2 separate regions of the Athene noctua genome follow, and region 1 is linked to region 2. Evidence: chromatin contacts called from public Hi-C data. All regions are on one chromosome and are shown on one strand. Each heading gives the region's core, a stretch centred on a gene start, on an enhancer-like site or on the middle of the called end of the contact. The rest is flanking DNA. Distances are from core to core; before and after follow the strand shown.

Region 1 (3,275 bases), core at 333-2,832, 310 kb before region 2:
GCAAATGAAACACAGCAGACAGTGCAGGCACAGTACCCAAATCACCAGGGGAGTACACAAAGCAACTTTAATGTATTTTTTTCATATAACTCCCGCATGACCACTTGAGCTATGCTGAAACAGGTCTTTCTCCCAGCCCCTAGTTAGGTGCTGTGATTTCTCAGCACGGGCTCCTGCTGCTGAACCTTCCTTTTCCAGGGCTCCCCAAGCTGTGCCAGGTACTCACCTGACAAAGATCCAAAGCAAATAATTCCTATTCCCATTCCGGCTTTAAAAAAACCCCAACAAAGGGCATCCAGAAAAGGGAAGCTAATTACCGTCGTTATTTCTAACTCCACACTTAACTGCCGTGCTGTGCTAAGGTTAGACGACAACACGGGGGATACATTTTTGAGAGCCAGTCTCATCCTTCACTTCACCGTGAGTTTACTGGGGACGCGGCGGTGCCGATCAGCATCGCGCTACCGGTGTGGGACAGCGGCAACCGGCGAGCTCCCGCCCCGGCACGTCCCCCACTGCCCTCGGCGCCGGGGCGCCCGCTACGCTTTTCACCTCGGTTCCGCCCGGCACGGCAGCCTGTGCGGGATCCGACGACACAGCGGTCTCTAGCCGACGACGAGCCCCTCACACCCCGGCGGGAGGCCGGCAGCGGCGGCCCCGCTCGGCGGGAGGGCGGCCCCGAGAGGCGGGCGGCCGCTGGCCCTCCCGCCAAGGGCAGGCGGGGGGGCGGCCGGCGGGGGAGGGCGCCGCAGGAGGAAGGGAGGGAGGGGGGAGGCCGGCCCCGAGCGGCGCCGCCGGCCACACAGGTGCGCTGCCCGCCCGGGCGGGCGCGACGGAGGGCGGCACTCCCCCCCACGGCCCCCCGCCGCCCCACCGGCCACGCAGGAAGTTTCACAGGCGCCGCGGCGGGAGCCCTGTCCGGAGCCCCCGCGCTCCCCTCCCCCCCGGAGCGAGTCCTGCTCCCCCCTCCCTGCAGCTGCGGGCCGACGGAGACTCCCGGCCCCCGGCCCGGCCGCGGCTCCCGCTTGCCCCGGCTGCCGGCGGCGTCCCACGCCTCTGCCGCCCCTGGCTCCGCGCCGCTCGCAGCGCCTGGAAACTTTCCTCCGCCGGCACCTCCATCCCGCAGCCGGCACAGCCCGGCCCGCCCCCCCTCCGCCCTCACACTTACGCTCGGCGGGCGGCGCGGACGGCGCCGGGCCTCCGTCGGCTCCCGCAGTGCCGCGGGTCGCGATGTGTGGCGGGGGCTGGGGGCGCGGCGGCGGTTCGGAGGCGCGAGGCCGGCGTGTCCCGCGTCCCCGCGGCTGAGGCGCCTCCGCGGTCGCTCCGGGTCCGTGTGCGAGGAGGAGCCGCCCGCCCGCCGCCCTGCCTCCCGCCCTCCGCCCGCTCGCCTTCCCCCCGGGCTGCTGGCACCGGGCCGCGATGTCACATGACGCCGGCGCCGCTCGCCCTGCCAGGCTCCCCGGGCCGGCGGGGTGAGCGGCGGTGGGAGGGTCACGGCGGGGAGCGCGGCCGGGCGGTTCCCCGCCCGCGGGGTGGAGGCTCCGCCGAGGGGCCGGGGCGAGTCACCGCGCACAAACAGGCGGGCACGCACTGACTCCGCGCCGCCCGCCCTGCCTCCCGGGGGCAGACAGACTCGCACAGACACTAATTATCCCCAGCAGCCCGGGGAGAGGAGAGGAGGGGAGGGGAAGGGCGGGGCGGGGAGTGGGGCCGCCACCGCCCCGCACACAAACCTGCCCGGCCGGCTCCTCCTCCCCCCCCGCCCGTGTGTCAGGCAGAGGCGTGCGCCTGGCACCCGGCCCCGCAGCGCAGCGCACCCCTTCCCCTCCCTCCCTCCGCGCCCACCCCGGCCGACCTGCGGCGGCGGCAGCAAAACAGCAACACCCAGCGCCCGGGGGGAAGGAAGGGAGGTGCTCGCTCTGGGGCGCTGCCGCCGAGCTGGCTTCGCCGGCGGGGGCTGGGAAAGGGAGGGGGACGGCGCGGAGCCGGGCGGCGGCTCCCCCGGCCCTGCCGCCGCGGGGCGGCCCGCGCCGCGCCCCGTCGCGCCGGGGAGGTGGCGGGGCCGGGCGAGGCTCGGCTCGGCGGTGCGGGCTGGCGGCCGGAGCGCGGCGGGCGTGGGGCAGAGGTGTCGGCCCGCCTCTGCCCCGGCTTGGCGGCTCGCCCGCCCCGGCCGCCGGGACTGCCGGCTGCCTGAGGCCCCTGCCGGGGTGGTGGTTGGTTTTGGGTTTTTTTATGGCTGTGATCGGCCCGTCGCGCCCGGGTGCGCTCCCGCCTCCCGCCGGGGAGAGGCTCCGGGCGGGAGGGAAAGGGGCAAACGGGGAGAGGCGCTGCCAGCTCCCCTCGGCTCGGCCTCCCCTCGACGGAGGCGGCGGCCCCGGGCGGGCGCGGCCGGTGCCAGCCGCGGGGCCGCGCAGGCAGGGGCGGTGCGGGTGTGTGTGTCCCAGCCCTCCCCCTCCCCGGGCTCCTTGGCGCTGAGCCGGGGGCTGGCGGGGCTGAGGAGGCGCGGCCCGGCCCCGCGGCGCTGGGGCACCGGGGCACGCCGTGGCGGCCGGGAGCCTGGGCTGCTCCCGGCTCGGTGCTTACTGATTGAGACGGAGTTTTCCGCGGGATGCACTGCACGTACGGCCCGTGAAACCGGAGCCGCTTGTCTCCGTACCCGAAGACAGTCCGAGGGACTTCACTCAGAGCAGGCGTTTTAAAAAAGATAACTATCCTGGCCTAGTGTCTGAACTCTATTGCTTAGGGAAAGGTGCTGCCACTAGTGCACCGTATTGTGCTTACAGTTGTTACAGTGTGTCGTACAAAATCATGTCCTCTCCTGATTAGTGTGGGGTACCTAAAATGATGCCAAGGGATAGGCAAATGCCGTGCTTGGCAAGGCCCTGCCCTGCGGTGCAAGCTGCGCGGGCAGATGGAGAGCCAGCGGTGCTTCTTGTGGACAGAGAGGGACTGTTTGCATGCTGCCCCTCTCGTGGGTGAAGTCAGTGGTAGGTGCTGAGCAACTCCAGCTCCGTGGGATCAGTCTGTGTGTTTAACTACCTGAATAGGACCCTAATGTAACATACCTGGTTTTTGCATATTTGGGTTGGAATTTCTGTTATCTTTGATTACTACTAACCCAGCCAGTAATGCTGTAAAAGCAAAACAAAAAGGGAAGCAAAAAGGATTGGGGAAGTGTTTTCAAATATGCTGATGTGTGCAGGCGCATGTTTCTTCTATATCTTTACTTCTAGGAGGTTTTTATGCATCCCTTGACTTAGCTGGCTAGTCTGTAT
Region 2 (3,440 bases), core at 365-2,864:
CAGAGGGTTTCACAAAATAATTGGAATAACCAGTTGAAAATTAAATGATTACACAGAAGATAGGAATATAACTAATGTTAGTCAAGGAAGATACGGAAATTACAGGACCTTTCAAACCAGACTGTTTTCTCAAAATCAATAAACTGTAAAAAAAAAAAAAAAAAAGAGAGACAAAAGCTTATTGTCATTTGATATGACACACTAGCATTTCTGAAAGAAGGGCTGGTTTGGCACTGCATTATCACTAATAAAAACAGATCTAGCTAACTGATCACTCAATCAGTTGAATGATCTTTAATGAAGAATTACAACAAACTTGAGGTACTTTTAACGATGTCCTTCAGAAGCTGGAAAGACTCTAAAAAATGAATTATTGTGTTTTCACTGATGATCTTGAAATAAGCAGAAGACCAAACAAATACACAGGTTGCACAAAACCCAGAGAGCACTGCTGAGCCCAGGGCAGTCATTAAAGTGACCAAAAGGGGGCAATGGCCATGGCCAGGGTGTTCCAATACAGCCAAAAGAACAAATTTCATGTATAGGGACAAAAAATATGCAAACCACATGTGCTGAACGCAGGCCTGCATCTCAGCGGGAACTACAGCAGCAAGCAAGTACAGAAGCATTTCCAGAACACCACTGTGGCAAGATATTTCTTAATGCGTGTGGAATATAGAAATGTACAGAAGATTTTAGTTCTGCATATAGTGCTGCCAAGACCAAAACTGAAGACAGAAAGATAAGTCTTAAGATGTTTAAGTGCCTTAACAGGAGATAACAGGAAATAACACATGCTAATGTGTTCCTAAGTAGTATCAGAAAAAGGAAGAAAACCCATGAAACCAGATGATATTGAATATTCAGAGTTATTTTATTGACAGCGAGCATCACTAAGCACTGGGTGACACTACCAGAAAAAAAAAAAAAAAAGAGGAGAGATGCCGCATTTCCCAGTAGTTTTGAAGCAAGCCCACGTCTTTTGTAAACAAAATTTAGTACCTGGAGGGTTTTAACATTGAGAGACCGACAAAACAGCAATGTAATCTTGCCTTTAATAATTTAAGTCCATCAACTGCCCCTACAACAGAAGCGGTTGGGAACAAGACAGACCCTTTTAAAAATGAAAGTCAATACAGCTGAGAGAAACAGTGAGGACACTCAGAGGCCAAGCAGCCGGTTTCTAAACGGAAGCGGGGGCTGCTACGCCTGCCGCCAGCACCGGAAAGCGCCGGGAACCGCGGGCCCCCCCGCGCCGCGGAGCGGGAGGGCAGGGCGGGGCAGGGCGAGCAGCGCAGCGCAGCGCACCCCTCTGCCGGGGGGGCTGCGGGAGCCGGGCGGGAAGCGCCGACAAGTGCCTTCACCGCCCCAAGCACGGACCCAATTCAAAAGCCGAGGCTCGCCCCACGCCTGTCGACGCCTCACCAGCCTGCGCCCGCCGCGCCCCGCGTGGCCGGGAGGCGCCTCCCGCGCCGGCCCCCGCCGCCCTCACCTTGTCCCAGAGCAACCACTGCTCGGCCGCGCGGCGCAGCGCGGCATCCCCGGCGGAGCTCCGCGCTGCCATGCCGCCGCCCCGCTCCTTCCCTCTGCCGGAGTGCACCCCGCTCCGCTCCGCTCCGCCCGCCGGGGCCGCGCCGGGCCGCCCCACCCCCGCCCCGCCCGCCGCCCGGGCCCGGGCCGGGATCCGAGCCAGGGCCGCCCCACCTCCGGGCGCGGGTCAGCGCCAGGGCCGCCCAGCTCCGCCCCTGCCGGTCGGGGAGCCGGGGTGGCGGTCCTCTCCCGGAGGGGGTTCCGATCACCGTATCTGCATTGCACTGCGGCTGAGTGCCAGCCGTGCCCGCGCCCTGCGCCAGGGACGCGGCGAGGGGCTGTCCCGGCGGCCCCCCGCGGCCAGGGCGAGCACCCGGCGGGCGGCGGGGCTCCGCGCCCCGGGGCCGTGCTGCGGGGCTCCGCGCCCCGGGGCCGTGCTGCGGGGAGGCGGCGGCGGAGCGCAGTCCCCAGCAGCAGCGCCAGAAATGCGGTAGCAGCATAGCAGAGCTCGTTGGCGCTCACCAAACCGCTACCTCCTCAGCATGGCTGACGGGAGAAAACTAACGCTGTTTTAAAAGCGTAGCTTTTCATGGCCGCTGGGCTAAGTCTACTTAGATTTCTTTTCAAAGAAAGTATAATTGAGGGATGATCTCAGAAGAGCCCTAATTTGGGATAAAGATTATAAGCAAAATACAGACATAGAGTCATCTACTTAAATGCATTAGCTGTGTAGGTGGTATCTTTATTTACTCTCTGTAAAGTGAGAGTATGGAAAGGACAAAACCAAGGACCCAAGAAAAGTGTTGAGTCATGTCTGGTTTTTGACATCCTAACAACAGTGTAGCCAATACTTCCCGTAATAAAAGTATGAACAAGATGCATTCACCTGGAGGCAAAGAGGGAAACAGCCCGGAGAAATTCAGTATCCAGCTTTCCTCCTCTGTTGGTCTGTCTTGTACCACTTCAGAACAAACTGGAATTCTGGCATGCAAGGGGGGATATTTCAGTGAATTGACCTATAACTGGGGTTTTTTAGCGTTTAGTCTCAAAATCCAGAACTTAATGTGACTTCTGTTTCTCTTAGTTACCAACGAGTCAACCGTAGGAAGTTCTTTATGGAAGTCACAGTCACAGCGCTCTACTGCTGCTAATTCTGTGCAAGCCTCACAGCACAGCCCCCTCAGATTACCCAGATGAATCCTGCATTATTCCTATTCCATGCTGAGAAGTTGGCCAACTCCATTCCCACTATTGGCAGCTAAAAATCCCATTCCTAAAAAGAGCTTGTTCAGTATTGTGAAGGTGTTACTATGTTGAAGAATGCTTTTTATTTATTTGTGAATAAATTTTGTCTATATTACAACTTTTCAAGTTGGAGCTGCTTGTTATTATCAGCTGAAACATATTATGCCTACATATTATCATTTATACATTAAACCACATATTAATGGCATGTGTGACTGATTAGAATAACGAGTACTAATTGGGAAAATTTTCGCAGAAGTAAGGACTTGTACAGATATTTGGAAACCTTTCAAATTCATTAATATGTTACCAGAATGCATGTCAACAAAAGAAATGCTACACATCACTTCCAAAGATGTTATTGAATATCCTTCTGCATTACTATCAGTAAAAATAACTGTTGTCACCCTTCTGGAAAAACTCTGAGATGAAAGATCAGTGGAACGAAAAATCAGACAAAAAAATATGTTGTCTATCCACTTTTGGAATCATCTGTCTTCTGTAGCACTCTGGTAATGATACTTCAGCAACAGCTCCTCTGGCCTCTGCATCTTTCTGGCTGGACACAGATCTGCCCTCAGCTGCAAAATTTGGAAAAAAAAAAAAAAAAGGTAACTGAATTTCACTCAGGAAAATTGATTGGGTTCCTCCTGCCAGAATTAAAT

The links. Hi-C and Micro-C count contacts between places; a contact is called where the count stands out from the background.
Region 1: a Hi-C map of heart shows a contact between it and region 2, with 4 times the contacts expected there. The contact joins the promoter of KLF3 here to the promoter of PGM2 in region 2. A contact is called at or near these places in 2 of 2 Hi-C or Micro-C datasets (heart and liver).

What each region holds. Positions count from the first base shown.
Region 1 is chr4:25,988,633-25,991,907 of bAthNoc1.hap1.1, reverse strand. It overlaps KLF3 (KLF transcription factor 3), which reads right to left and starts at 1,582. Exons shown (of 7, transcript XM_074904651.1): 1 at 1,169-1,582. It overlaps LOC141959610 (a long non-coding RNA gene), which reads left to right and starts at 1,848. Exons shown (of 3, transcript XR_012633474.1): 1 at 1,848-1,910.
Region 2 is chr4:25,679,952-25,683,391 of bAthNoc1.hap1.1, reverse strand. PGM2 (phosphoglucomutase 2) reads right to left here and starts at 1,614. Exons shown (of 14, transcript XM_074904639.1): 1 at 1,493-1,614. The coding sequence starts at 1,564. LOC141959609 (a long non-coding RNA gene) reads right to left here. Exons shown (of 2, transcript XR_012633473.1): 2 at 3,053-3,356.